Regions from separate parts of the Astyanax mexicanus genome. Here region 1 is linked to region 2. A link is a contact called in public Hi-C data. All regions are on one chromosome and are shown on one strand. Each heading gives the region's core, a stretch centred on a gene start, on an enhancer-like site or on the middle of the called end of the contact. The rest is flanking DNA. Distances are from core to core; before and after follow the strand shown.

Region 1 (2,700 bases), core at 75-2,574, 46 kb after region 2:
TCAGAGCGCACCTGGCTCCTAAAGGGAATGACAACTGGCACACTGGTTTATTTCACATTACGCAGAAAAAACACCGCTGATTAATTAGGAGAATTAGTTAATGCCTTTTGTGTGTTTTGAGCCGCGCACAGCATGCTTTTTGTGACCTTGCGATACCAAAGACACACCGACACGCCCTAAATCAAGATGTGCAATGTGCAATTGACCAGTGCTGTATAGATCTCTAAAATAGGACCCATAGTGTCTTAAGTTTTCCAGCATTTTACCATTACCACATTACAAGTTTTGTGACTCTTGGTTTTGTTTTAGCACCAGTTTGAGGCTGTGTATTCAAGTCAAGTCAAGTTTTATTGTCAATACTGCATATGTGCAGGACATACAGAGAATTTAAATTACGTTACTCTCCTTCCCAATTTTACAGCAAGTACAGATAATAGATATAATAAAAGAGAATGGGAGACACTATGGGTACAATACAGCAGGGACAAAAATAGACGTACATGAGACAAAAACAAGGTGCAGTAGTGTGGGGGAGAAATAGATATATAAATATAAGTATAAAAAAAAAAATAAAATGGAAAAAAAAAATCACATCAAACCACTCTGAATTAACTAATGAATTGTATAGAAATATAAAAAAAGTGGAAACTAAATTGTGTGTTCTGTTTGAATCCTAGAAGGGGGATGTTGCTGACATGCGTGTCGCATGCTTACACTCTTCGAAAAGCGTTTCCAGAATGCGCCTGCTACAAGGACCCACAATCCACTTTTGACCTTTAACCTAAAGACCTCCACTGAAACCTCTTCACTCAACTCCAGAAACACACGGACACGTCCTCCCCTCTCAAAGCTGATCTTGAGGACCTTCGTCCATTGGCAAGCTTCTGATCCTCTCTTTGGGCAGGCAGCGCTGGAGGTTGGTCTGGTGTAGATCAGAATGTATGAATTGTCGTTGTTGTGGTGTGTGATGATGTTACAGCACTATAACCTATAAGTAATTTTTTTTCTTCTTTTTCTTTTGTGCAGGTTTATGTACAAATGTCTACCTCACGCCTAAAGCTCCTCTCTCTCCCACTCCAGCCCTGAACATACTACAAAATGACCTCCAGTATAGACCGGTGAGTCCTGCACCTTCACAGCACTCCACTCGAGAGTGAGAGTGGCCACATTTAAACCTTAATCTTTGCGCCTGCAATCTCAACAACTGTCCTTCCCTTTAACCTACGCCTCAACTCCTTTACCATGACAACCATTGAACCGGCTCGACACGTGCCCGTCCTGGGCGGGCTCTGCGGGACACGAACTGTCTAACTGGTCAATCCTGCTGAGTGACATTTGGACGAGCCTTTGTGTGTCTGCTGTATGGAATTTCCATGGCTAATCCCAGGATTAGCGTCTAGCACAGCAGTGCCCCACTTTGCTCAGTTTCCTTTTACTGCAGGTTTTCACTGCAGGTAAAGCTGGAGACTGCACCTTCAGGAGCAGGCTGATATTAGTAGGGTGTCATCTAGGTCTAAAGTGATGGTGCAAAGTCAATAATGCAATTATCATACAATATATGAACATTAAACTCAGTCATACCTACAGACCCCTATATCCCCTATTACTATTTTAATTTTAAATGAATAAACATGCATGTCAAAAGCAGTTTAACTTAATTTTTAGTCTACTTTTTTTTTTTTTTTTTTTTTTTTTTTTTTTTAAACGTTCACTTCACTTTTAAAGGTTGTGTGATTGCATTATTATTATTATTATTATTATTATTATTATTATTATTATGCTATCACATCTTCTATATATGTCAACATGGTCTTTTAAATAATAATTTTGTTTCTGGAACAATATAAGGTATTATTAAAACAAAGAGTTATCATCATGGGCCTCGTGTCCGCTATTAATTTGTATTAGTTTGGTTGTTCAAGTAGATAAAGTAGTAAAAAGAGACTCCGACTTGTTCTGGATTAAAAAGGGTTCTAAATAGATTTAAAATGTAAATGTAGTCCAGGACTAGGCTGAATCCTTGTTTGGGAATCTGGCCCACAGCGTTTCCCAAAATAAACCAGTCAATAAAAATCTCAACACACAGAGAATTTTTTAACTGGATTTTTTAAGTGGATTCCTGACCAGTAAGTGAAACTCTTCTGGTGCTGGGAAGGTTTAACTGGGGGTGTAGATCAAATGATTAGCCTAGAGATTTCTGTAGTTCCTGGAAATATTTTCAATAGTTCTCTGAACTCAGAGTTCCCAGTCTGGTGGTAGTCCAGTTTGAACTGGTCTTGCAGTAATGTAATAACAGAACCTGGCAAAAGAAAAGCGTACCTATTTAGAGTGTGCAGAAAACAAGGCATGAATTGCCTTTCTTAATTTTTAAAGTTCAACACAGGGCTACTGTAATCTTCAGCATACAATTTAAAAATCCAATATTAATTTAAAGTACTTTAGAGGAGACGGCATGATTTGAGTCTCTGATAGCATTTGGTAAATTAAATAAGTCTGTTGCTGTTTTTCTGGGTATTTGTTTTTTTATTTGTTTAAACCTGCTTAATTTTAGTCTTGCTTGATTAAAACTTACGAAACTTGCTTGTTTACAACAGGAGAAATATAAACCTAATCATAAAATATCAGGGTAAAAATGTTTTAAAATTGCATATGACCAGGGACATCATGTAAGGTTGGAAAAGGATATGAAACAAACTACCT
Region 2 (2,700 bases), core at 187-2,686:
TTAACCCTGGTTTTCACACACTATATTGTTTATTATTTATATTTTACAGTATATGACGTTTAATTATACACCTGATTCAACGTTGTTTTGGTTGGAAACAAAAAAGTATGCATCAGAACATGAAGTATGAACATTTCTTTTATTTTGTTCATCTGTGGATGAGAGTAAAAACATTAGCATTAGCATTAGCAGTAGTTAATCATGTGGTGATGCTAAATATTTAATAAACATGTAATTGGTCATTTATCTGTGTTGTGTTTTTACTAATAAAAATAAAACCGCTGATAACTGTATTCTAAAACTGTAGGAAATCGCTTGTAATCTCACTATAGTAAGTGCGACTTTATGTCAGAAGTTTGTCTTCCACTGTAACGATTACAAAACACTTTTGTAAGACGAGCTCCACACACGCACCGCGAGCTGATTGGTCACTGGACGCGTCACTCATGTGGCTCCGCCCTTAATATTTTCGCGCGCTCTCTGCTCGTAGTCATGTTCGGTTGGCTCGCGCGTTTGACCTAATTGGCTCTCGCCCAAAAAGCGCAGAGCGACAGATGAGGGCCAAAGATTGGGAGCGTTTGTGTAACACGAACCGGGCAGAAAAGTAGAAAAAGAAAGTAGAAAAGTGGCCTTGTGACCACATTTAACACTGTTTATTACACAGGCAGCCGACCGGCTGATACAAAGAACAACAGCGCCGAGGTTTCAGCACAAACGCTTATTCTGAGTACATAACCAGTTTTATAGCTTCTTAAACATGAAGGCAGCGATCATCTGAGGTGATTGTTTTTTATGTATATAATTAATAAATACTATATATAGTATTTACCAATAGTATATTACTTTTACTATTACTATTACTACTTATACTACTACTACTACTACTACTACTACTACTACTAATAATAATAATAATAATAATAATAATAATAATAATAATAATTAATTTATATATTCATAAAATGTATGCTTCAGTCAGATTTTTTTTTCTGATTTTACACTACAGGTTAAAAGCTGCTGTAAGGCTGAAGGGAGCTGCTTCCGATTCTTTCTGTATAAACAAAAACAAAAAAAATCTACATTTTATAGATTACTTTATAAAAACAAATAAAACTGCCTTTTTCGGTTGTTATGTGGAAACAAAAACTCGTAATTGAGAATTGTTTAAGTATTTGAAGAATATTAGGGTTTTTTGTGCAATATTATCGCCCAGCCCTAGTATATATTTGTATGAGTTTTTTTTTCTTGTAATGTTTTTGTGCTTAGTTATCGGGTATTTAAAGATTTAAAGGCGCTGTGCTATCGCTAGTTAGCTGGGTTGGTATGTTCTGTGTACTGAAGCATCCATCCTCCGGGGTGCTGCTGCTCTGCTCTATACCGCCTGTGCGGCGGCGCTGGGCTTGTGTAGGCTGTCGCTCGGTGCGCGGTGCGCATGCGCGGGGGGAGCCCGAGGTAGGCCCTGCTGTTTTTCTAACTCCAGTCAATCCAACGCGGCCATCTAAACCAAAACACGGAGAGAGAAATCCCCCGCAGCGGCGAGCGAGCGAGGTAAGGAGCGGCGGACCTGCACCGCCGGGCTGCGCTTGTTATACGGCGGTAACGCGGGGAGGCGGGTCGGGCGGCGCGGGGCTGGCTGTAGTAAAGGCGGTGGATAGAGCAGGAGAACAGCGCGGTGTGTGTGAGAGAGAGTGTGTGCGTGAGTGTGAGTGTTTTTCTGATGCTCGCTGGGGAAGGAGCTGAAGGCCTGCTGACCCACATTTCGGTCTCGCTCAGTGAGACTACACGGCCAGGCTTACAGTGGCGCTCCGCAGCCCGCTAACGGAGCCCCGGCTAGGGGGCTGATCCGAGGCTGCCGCGCTGTTCGGCGGGTTGGTGTGGAGCTGGTTGACCCGGCGGACTGTGAAGTTTACCGCGGTGACTGGGGCTCGCAGTGACCCGGGCTGTTATCAGACCAGAGCGCTTCTAGGTCACACTTAAGCGCTGTAGCTGTGTGTCGTGTGCGGCTGTAAGGCTCTCTGCCCACACCAGCGGCGCTGTATTCTCTATATCATCTATATCCGAGCCGGGGGATCACAGCTAGCCTGGCTAACCTGCAGACAGACCCAGGTCCAGCGCCCCGGTCACCGCAGGGCTCCGCTCGCAGCAACCTGTTAGAGGGGCGGCACGGCCAGCGGCGGAGCCCCGCTCTCTGGCTATCTGACCGCGGCTGTAACGTTATTAGGCTAGTCCGGTGTTGTGTCCAGTCTAATGCTAGCTACCCTGTCAAACCGTGCCTCTACCCCTGTGCATAATGTTTATAGGCAAAAATTAACAAATAAAATAAAGCACTGTAAGTAATCATGCCCCTGTAGAAGTGTAACGTTAGCGAGTTAGGATATTTTGATTAAAGCACTGGCAATATAGTTAGCTAACAGGGTAAAGTTAAGGTAATAAATGTTATTAAATAGCCCGTTTCTTATAATGTCTAATTGTTTATTATTCTTAATTTAAGTAATATTCCTATTTTTATTGTTTAATGCACCCAATAATAATAATAATAATAATAATAATAATAATAATAATAAAAACAGAATAAACATGGAAAAACACACTAAAAACGTTAAATAATGCGGGTCAGCGCATGCGCACTGCCGGTAAAAAGCACATATCGAGGGGAATACAGCTCGTCGAAACGCCGGTTGGTTCACAGTTGAGCTCCCC

Evidence for each region. Hi-C and Micro-C count contacts between places; a contact is called where the count stands out from the background.
Region 1: a Hi-C map of blood shows a contact between it and region 2, with 3 times the contacts expected there. The contact joins the enhancer-like site here to the promoter of clocka in region 2. A contact is called at or near these places in 3 of 3 Hi-C or Micro-C datasets (blood and muscle).

The regions. Positions count from the first base shown.
Region 1 is chr1:64,072,372-64,075,071 of AstMex3_surface, forward strand. clocka (clock circadian regulator a) reads left to right here. Exons shown (of 25, transcript XM_049481829.1): 5 at 678-916; 6 at 1,027-1,118. The coding sequence starts at 1,099. Among protein-coding and RNA genes, the nearest start is that of LOC103022915, 45 kb to the right of the region's middle. Within about 2 kb of position 1,325, the one cell type or tissue checked has an H3K27ac peak away from gene starts, as active enhancers do.
Region 2 is chr1:64,026,394-64,029,093 of AstMex3_surface, forward strand. It overlaps clocka (clock circadian regulator a), which reads left to right and starts at 1,437. Exons shown (of 25, transcript XM_049481829.1): 1 at 1,437-1,548.